2 separate regions of the Mus musculus genome follow, and region 1 is linked to region 2. The links are chromatin contacts, called in public HiChIP or PLAC-seq maps. All regions are on one chromosome and are shown on one strand. The core of a region is the stretch at or near the end of the contact, and the rest is flanking DNA. Distances in the headings are between cores, read along the strand shown.

Region 1 (4,479 bases), core at 588-3,087, 260 kb before region 2:
GCCTCAGACAGCATTTCTTTTCCTTTGTCCATTTTTCTAGTCCAATGTCTAGATTGAAACTCCTGATACCCAATAACAAATGTAGTTTATAAAAAGATCAAGGTAGGTAGGGCAGGATGGCTCACACTTTTTAAGTCCAGCACTTCAAGGCCAGCCTGATCTACATCCTGAGTTCTAGTACAGTGAGGGTTTTGTGGAGAGATACTGCTGAGAGAGAAAGAGAGAGAAAACACACAAACACAGCACACACAATTATAAGAATAACCAGAAGCAACATTACAAGGGTGGTGGGAGATCAGAAGGTAGATCATAAAATGCCACCCAGAATTATATCAGGAGAAAAATTGCACCATCATACTGTATTTAAAAAAAAGTGTTTTATCACCATTAACACAAGTCTTCAAACACAGATGTCTTTTGAGTTTGATCTCACAGCAGCATTAAACACCCACTTAATTTCAGCATTGGGGATGTACAAGCAAGCAGATATATTTCTGTGAGTCTTGGGTCAGCATGGTCTACATATTAGACAAGACTAAACAGTGAGGCCTTGTCTTTAAAAAAAAAAGTGGGGGAGAGGATAATTAAGTAATTCAATGTATTATCCCATTCCACACCTCCAAGAGGCACTGTGGTGTGACAGCTTCAGTTATTCATTCTAAAAAAAAAAAAAAAATGAATTATCTTAAAAAAATATACACCTGGCTCATGCATCTTGGGGAGTCAACGTTCCTGCTTCCTCCAGCTACGGATGCCATAAACTGCTGAAATGTGTATTAACTGTAGGCATTACTCCCAAGTAAGAGCCGACTACTTCTCTAACACAGCTGTCAGAAGAAAACCATCAAAAGCAACGCCATTCAAGAAAAGTACAATGAAATCAGGTAGCAGGACTCCTTCACAAAGGAGTGGATTCTTGAAGGCAGGTCGCTCTTAAATTAAAAAAAGGAAAAAAGAAAAAGAAAACCAAAAAAAAAAAAAAAAACCCGCTAACGCTGCTGAGGGAATGAGAGAACCTCTGTTGGGGGTGGGGTGGGGTGGAATGGGGTGGGGTGGGTATTTTTAGGGCTATTAGCAAACAACTTATTTGATAGATTTGCATCTCCAAGACTTCTGGCCAACATAAACAAAGAACCGCACTCTCCAGCTTCAGAAGCAAGAGTCAGTTAAAAACAAACAAACAAACAAACAAACAAAACCCACCCACACTTAACCCAGTATTAGGACCTCAAGAAGTCAAAGTAGCATGTGACTGATCCGCTGTCAGAACAGGAGCGGGGCTCACCTACACAGGTTATTGAACTTCAAAGACAAAAGATGTGCATGTTGTGGTAGCTGGACCAGCGGCCAACAACTTGACAGAAGTTAAAGAGGTCGGCTCTTCAATGGACACCGCAAGGCCCACCCTCGCGGCGCACCGGTCCTCTCCGGGCACCAGGGTGCCCGCGTCCTGATGCGTCCCTCAGACTCCCTGCCCTCACGCCCGCAGCCGCGAGCCCACAGGCTGGGACGCTCCCCGAGGGCCGCGGCCGAGCGCCGGAGGCCGAGGCGCTGACGAGTGGCCCCGCGAACCCGGTACTGAGCGCTGCGGGGAGGCGCGGCCCGCCCAGCCCAACACACCGGCCTCCGCCCCAGCGGGCGGCCACGGGAGCCCGCCCGCGACAGGGCAGGCGTCCGCCCTCCTTACCTGCGTCCATCTTCCCTGTCCGGCTGCCGACTGACCGTGCCGTCGCTCCGACGGACTACTGCGCGACACGGCGACGGGAAGCCGCGGCAGCCAAGCGCGGCGCAGCGGAAGCGCGGGCGTCGCCATCTCGCCGTACGGCGGTGGGCACGCGGGGGGTGGGGCCTCGGCGCGTGTGGTTCCTAACCGGACGCGGCCGCCCCGCCCCCGGCCCGCGCCGCCGCTTCGGAACACCCGGGAGCCGGCCCGAGCTGCGCTCCTCCGGCGCCGCCATCTTTCCGTACAGACAGCCACCCGCGCATGTCTCGGTACGGACTCACCGCCCGCTGCGGCCGCGACGCCGGCGCCGTGGCCGGGCAGTCCGAGCGCAGCGTGGTGCGGGCGGCAGCGCGCAGCCATCTTGCCGTACGGCTCGGCCGCGGCCCACGTCCCGAGCTGTGTCGCCGCGCTCCCTCGGGGCGGGTCGGGCCAGCGGGCGGGCGGCAAGGATCGGAGCCTGGCGGCGCTCACGACCGAGGCCCGCAATGGTGATCTGCTGCGCGGCCGTGAACTGTTCCAACAGGCAGGGCAAGGGCGAGAAACGCGCTGTCTCCTTCCACAGGTACGCGGCCCGCCTCCGGGTCCGCCACGCCCCCGCCCTGGCCGGGGCCCGCGGGGAAACTGAGGCCGCGCGGCGGGCCGAGCTCCGGGGACCGGGAGTGGGGGGCCGGCTAACCGAGGGTAACTGTGGGAGGTGGACGGGTCGTGGAGCTTTATGACCTTGGCTTGGACCGCCGGCTTTGGGGACCAGCACGGCCATGCCTCGGGCAGAGCGGCCGGAGGCCCCCTCCGCCACCTCCACCAACGGGCGTCGCACTGATTTGGGCTGGCCCTGCCAATTTCAGGAGTATTCTGCAAGGGCGCCTTCTCAGGTTAATCCTGATCTTTGCTTTCGGGCAGTTCTCCACTCTTGCCTCGGCGGGGCAAGCCCGCCCGGAGGTGTGTGGCAGGAGTGCGGCCCGGCGCACGCAGCTCTACTTCCTGCATCCATAGCCCTCATCGCCTTCCTATGGGGTCCTGCGGCCCAGGCACTGGCACCGATCACCTCCCGCATCCTGCACTCTGGCAGAGGCCCGGGGGATGACCGTGGAAAGGGCTTTCCAGGGGGTTCTCGGTGGCCCTTGTGCGGGCCGCGCCTTCCAAAGGCTTTCGAGACTCCCTCAGTTGGTCCTCTCCTGTGATTTCCAACAGGAGTGAACAGCGAGCGAAGGGACTCTGCCTTGGAAGTCACTTCGCACATCCTGCCACCTCTTAGTACTTGGTGTTAAAATTTAAAGATGGGAATGGCACGTATCTGTTGAAAGTTCACAGGGTTACATTAAGTCTCCAGTCCTTAAGACCTGGTTCAAAACAAAACCTAGTAACGTTAAACAATCTTACAAGTCAACCAGAATGTTTCCGTAACAATTTCACATAGAACATGCCCCAGAAGTTTTGTTAACAGTTGAAAATGAGGCAGTGTTGCAAGGACTGATGTTGGCTTCCCCATGTTCTAACATGGTATATGGGTAGACAGTGCCCAAATTGGGGCGGGGAAACTCCAGAAATCTAGCTCACTAAACACTGATAAAGGTTATAAGATCACATTGCTTACAACGTCCAGATCCATCCTATTAAGGCCAGTCTTGGTCCACAGCAGGTTCCTCGAGACTGGAAAAGCTCAGGTGGAGCTCTGAGCACCTGAGAAAGCCTACCATGTGTAGTCAGTTTGGTCTCACAAATCTTGCCTTAAGTGACCATTAAATAGCTTCATTAGATGAGGGAAGAAATTACTAAGCATGTTATTGAACATCTAATTTTTTTTTCCCAGTTTTCCTCTTACGACGTAAAATACTACATAAAATTTACCATTTTTGTCTTTGGGGTGTTTTGGTGTGTGTGCACAGGCACGTGTCTGTGTGTGTGTTTTGAGACAATGTCTCATTGAATTGCCTTGTTGGCCTACATCGCATTGTTTTAGTCTGCTGGTCTTGTAGACGTCCTTCCTCTGCCTCCCAAGCTCGGGAAATACTGGCATGAGCCACCAAGAACAACTGGGTTTTTTGTTTGTTTGTTCTGGTCTTTTCAGAAATCTGCCTGCCTCTGCCTTCCAAGTGCTGGAATTAAAGGGGTGGGCCACCACCACCTGGCCTTGGATTGTTTGTTTGTTTTCTTTTGAGTCAGTGTCCCTTTCCATAGCCCTGATTGTTCTGGAACTCATTTGTAGACAGGCTGGACTTGAACTCTCCTGCCTTTGCCTCCCAACTGCTAGGATTAAAGGTTTACACTACCACCCTAACCTATGACTGACACATTCAGCATAACTTCCCAAAGGTTTACCCAGGCTCCTAAAGGAGGTTTTGCTGCCTACTAAGAGAAATACCTAGGCGAGACATACAAAGTACTCCTACCAGGGAGCCATGCTCCCTGCTCTTTTTTCTGTTCTGTTCTTTTCTTTTCTTTTTTGGTTTTTTTTTTTTTTTTTTTTTGGTTTTTCGAGACAGGGTTTCTCTGTATGGCCCTGGCTGTCCTGGAACTCACTTTGTAGACCAGGCTGGCCTCGAACTCAGAGATCCACCTGCCTTTGCCTCCCAAGTGCTGGGATTAAAGGCGTGCGCCACCACGCCCGGCTCTGTTCTTTTCTTTTGTTTGTCTTGCTTTGAGACAAAAATCTCAGAAGAGACTGGCCTTATGTGTATTGAACGATGACACTGAACTCTGCCAGACAGGCCTTGGACTCACTCTATAACTAGGCAGATGTTAGCCATGGGATCCTC
Region 2 (4,476 bases), core at 460-2,959:
GTTGGTGCTAAAAATGAATGTTTTCTGGGGATTGTTGAAAATACCAACATTGAGGGGCTGGAGATGGCTCAGCAGTTCAGAATACTTGTTGCTCTTGCAGAAAACTAAGGTTCAATCTCTAGCGCCTTCATGATGGTTTATAACCATTTGGAACTTCAGTTCCAAGGGAACCAACCTCCAAAAGCACCAGGTAAATATGTGATCCACATACATACACTCATGGCAAAACACAGATTTAAAAACAAAAGGTCTTAAAATTAGCTGGTCAGTGGTGGCTCACACCTTTAATACCAGCACTTGGGAGGCAGAGGTAGATGAATTTCTGAGTTCGAGGTCAGCCTGGTCTATAGAGTGAGTTCCAGGACAGCCAGGGCTGTCCAGAGAAACCCTGTCTCCAAAAACAAAAAACAAACAAAAAAATCTTAAATTTTAAAAACAAAACAAAACAAAACATATTGGGACTAGTGAAATGGCTACTGGATACAAGCGCCAGCTGCCAAGCCTGATGATGACCTAAGCTCAGTACTGGAACCCATATGGTACAAGCAGAGAACCAACTACTCAAAGTTGTCTGAGACAAAGTAATTTATGAATTCATTTAAAAACAGAATATAAAAGTATTGGTGAAAAGGTTGTACATCTTTATTGTGGTTGACCTTATTCGTTCTTATCAACAAGTATTTATGTAGCCCAGTAGTAGAGCATTTGACTAGCATGCAAAAGGTCCCAGGTTTGAGAAGTACTGTAAAGCAAAACAAACATATTTGAGAATGCCAGTGTCTTATGCTGGGATAATCAGAGAATAGACAAACATATCCCTATCATAAATTTCTCTATATATAACACTTTAATTATATTTAAGTAACTTTAGATAATCCTGACAAGTGAACTTCTGGCGTCATGTATGCTGGGAAGGGCTCTACCATGGAGCTACATTCTCACTCTTGTATGTAGCTTTTTAAAGACATAGCTTTTCATCCAGCATACAATACAGATGGAAAACCAGGACATTTACTAGATAGCAAACTGAAATGAAAGTTAGTTACATAGATACACAGATAAGTATAGAACAAAGTCTACAACCAAGATCTCAGGACCTCAGATGCAGCACACTTTTCCTTCTTTTGTTGACAGTTTACAAAACACAAAGTAATTAAGCAAAACACACATCTAAGACCTAAGATATCAGGTATATATTCTAGAAATGTTCAAGTAAAATAATACTTAACAATTATATAGAAATATTTACCTGCAGCTCCAGGAATAATTCTTTCTGGGTAGAGATCAGTCAGGAATAAGCTGTTTATGAGAGTTGATTTTCCTAGACCAGATTCACCTTAAATGAAGATGAAAATACTATCATGTCATGATCTTTCCCATATTAACTGTTAAACCTGGAATGTTTACCACCACGTGTGTGTCACAAAAAGGAATGGGGAAGCTGAAGGAAGGCGAGCAACTTCCTCAAAGTCAAACAACAAGAACCTAATCTGAATCCAAATCCAGGGGATTGTAGAATTTGTTAATGGCATGATCATAAACAATTTTTATCTCTCCACAGGTTTCTAGAACATACTTTCGAATTTTGCTGTTGCTGTTCTTTAGAATAATCATTGGTTTTTATTACTTAAGGAGCTTCATATTTATTTAGCTTTCTGACTCTGTACTTGTGTCTTCAACACTTTCCTAACAATTTTCTGCCTTTCAATAAGGAAGCACAGTAGATCCTGTCATGGACACAGCGAAACCACATGGTGGGTCCTGCTGACATGCTTCTTTATGTTGGATAATCCCATAAAGCTTTAAGTCTTAAAAGCACACACCACTGACGTTAGTACTTCTCCAAACTTCTTGGTATACTGGTAAACCATTGGCAGGGGTTCGAGATGGCCTAGTTTTGTTTGAGACTGTCTTATAGAAAAGCCTATAATGGTGTGTCAGACACTGGACCATGCTATGTGCCTATAAGCACCAACCCTGGAAGAGTGATTTTGTTGTTTTTGAGACAGGGTCTTACTATGTAACTCAGGTCCTCTGAGTGAGCAGTGTGCACTCTTAGTGGTTGAGCCATTTCTTCAGCTTCAAGGTAATTGTTTTTTATTTAAAAAAACAAACAGATTTACATTAAATTATGAATGCGTGTGGTTGGGGCTGACGGCTAGACAAGTGAGTACAAGTGCCTGAGGAGACCAGAGGAGTTGGCTCCAGAGGAGCTGGAATTCAAGGCAGTCAGGAGCTACCTGACAAAAATGCTGGGAACTGAAGTCAGGTCCTGTGTAAGAACAGCAAGTTCTCATAATACCTGGGCCATCCCTCCAACCACCATAAAGAATAGTTAATGAAGTGTTTTTTTTTCCTATTGCGGTAACCGTTCATGTCCTTTGAAATGTTTTTAGCTGTCATAAAATTATGTTTACTTTCTTCTAAAAAAATTTTTTTTTACTTTAGGTGTAGGATATATTTCAAGTTAATTTGCAAGTACAATTTGCAAACTAGCCTACATGTACCCCATGGAGGACAGTCTTTGTTCAAAACATCCCAACTGTATAATTTTGCTTTTGGGGTCTCAGTTAAAAAAAAAAAATCCAAAATTCTGTTTTTATTTTTGTTTTAACAGTATACTGGATAGTTTGACTACACTGTAAATGGTCAAATTTCTCTTTCTCCTCCTCTGTCAAGGTCTCATTATGTAGCCCAGGCTTGTCTCCACCTTAGATCCATCCCTCTTCTACAAGCTTCCAAGCACTGGTTTACAGACATGCAGGATCACACTTTTTGATGTCTTTAATAAGGGATATTTCTGACTTAGTAAGTATTTAAGCAGTTTGATTCTCCAAGGCTTGTTCATAACTTTTTTTTTTAAAAGACTTATTTATTATATATAAGTACACTGTAGCTGTCTTCAGACACTTCAGAAAAGGAAGTCAGATCTAATTACGGATGGTTGTGAGCCACCATGTGGTTGCTGGGATTTGAACTCAGGACCTTTGGAACAACAGTCAGTGCTCTTAACCACTGAGCCATCTCTCCAGCCCCTTGTTCATAACTTTTTAGGGATAAATAACAACATTTTATGTCTACTTTAGCCCTGTAGACCCTACTAAGTGCCCTGAGTGTTTAATGAGTTTTCTTTGAATGGCTGGAATTCAAATGTTTCCAACCACATTTCTAGCCCTGTATAGTCTCCCTGAATTATATACAGTCAGAGAGTGAACATACTGATTGTTTTTTGAATGCTATGTATCAAATAATAATGTGACAAGAGTACACTGGTCTTTTCTACCAAGAACTTAATTTTACATTATTTTTATTTTATTTTAATTATGTAAATATACTCCAAAATATGTTGGAACCTATCTTCATTTTAGATCTGTGAACTATTAATTCTAAGGATTAATCAAGTCTTACTTGGTCATAACAACCATTAAGCTTTTCAAATGCTCAGTTTTGAAATTTAGCAACTGTAAAAAACTAACTAAATGTAATATGGTTAACAGAGTAACAAACAGCTCATCATTAGAGCCAGGTGTGGTGACTCACGCATTGAACAACATACAAGGTAGTGGGTATCTCTGTATGTATGCATATCCCTGTAAGTTTGAGAGCAGCCTACTCTACATAGCTGGTTCTAGGTCAGCCAGGGCTACATAGTGAAACACTGTTTAAAACAAACAAACAAACAAACAAACAAACAATAGCAAAAACAATAAAAACCCCACCAGCAGTCATCATTAAGCGTCTACTGGCATGCTAAAACCCAATACACGGTAGGATCAATAACAACAGAAATACATTCAAGCAACCACTCAATTTCAAAGTACTTCCACTAGAGTTTTATAAATTACTAATTTTTAAGTGAAAATTAAACACAATACTAACTAAATGATTAACTAGTCATCTTTACTATGTAACAATTCTGCAAATTCACCTTTAACAATACCTTACAAACTTGGGTTGTCACTAAAATTGACAGTGTCTATTTTTGTTGTTGTTTTGACACAAGATCTATGTAGTCCTGGTTGTCCCAGAGCTCACTATGTAGACCAACCAGGCTGGCTTCAAACTCACTGAGATCTTCCTGCCTCTGCCTCACAAGTGCTGAAATTAAAGGTATGCAACCACCACGCCCAGCCTTTGACATCTGGTTTGGATAGTGGCCAGTGTCAGCAGGGATAGCAGACATGCACAGGAAGCCTAACTGGGACTGGAGGATGTTCTGAAGTAGGTCATCTACAAGGCTATTGGCAGGCTCAGTTCCCTGCCTTTATAAAGTCATGACAATTAGCTTCCTCTAGTATCTTTTATGACCTAGTCTTGAAAGTCACATCATTTCTACAACATCCATCTACAACAATTTAAAAGGGGAGTGAGAGACAACAAGATGATTCAGAAAGTAAAGGCACTTGCTGCTCAAGCCTGGTGACCTGAGTTCTATCCTTAGAACCCATATAAAGATGGAAGTCGAGAACCACCTCT

Evidence for each region. HiChIP or PLAC-seq counts read pairs in DNA pulled down with a chosen protein or histone mark.
Region 1: a contact with region 2 is called in an H3K4me3 HiChIP or PLAC-seq map of bone marrow-derived macrophages, with 2.1 times the contacts expected there. The contact joins the promoter of Atg4b here to the enhancer-like site in region 2. A contact is called at or near these places in 18 of 39 promoter capture datasets (the 3T3-L1 cell line, 3T3-L1-derived adipocytes, the C10 cell line and 12 more), 1 of 15 datasets of contacts at CTCF or cohesin (large pre-B cells), 8 of 484 Hi-C or Micro-C datasets (CD4 T cells, CD8 T cells, erythroblasts and 5 more), 19 of 115 datasets of contacts at active chromatin or transcription factors (the 230-238 cell line, CD8 T cells, bone marrow-derived macrophages and 10 more) and 3 of 9 other capture datasets (adipose tissue, liver and pancreatic islet).

What each region holds. Positions count from the first base shown.
Region 1 is chr1:93,752,263-93,756,741 of GRCm38.p6, reverse strand. It overlaps Atg4b (autophagy related 4B, cysteine peptidase), which reads right to left and starts at 1,837. Exons shown (of 13, transcript NM_174874.4): 1 at 1,688-1,837. The coding sequence starts at 1,697. It overlaps Thap4 (THAP domain containing 4), which reads left to right and starts at 1,904. Exons shown (of 6, transcript NM_025920.3): 1 at 1,904-2,285. The coding sequence starts at 2,209.
Region 2 is chr1:93,492,439-93,496,914 of GRCm38.p6, reverse strand. It overlaps Septin2 (septin 2), which reads right to left. Exons shown (of 13, transcript NM_010891.2): 4 at 1,250-1,336. Among named protein-coding and RNA genes, the nearest start is that of Septin2, 16 kb to the right of the region's middle. Within about 2 kb of position 1,709, at least 2 of the 459 cell types and tissues checked have an H3K27ac peak or open chromatin away from gene starts, as enhancers often do. A contact at or near this core is called in bone marrow-derived macrophages, where this site is marked.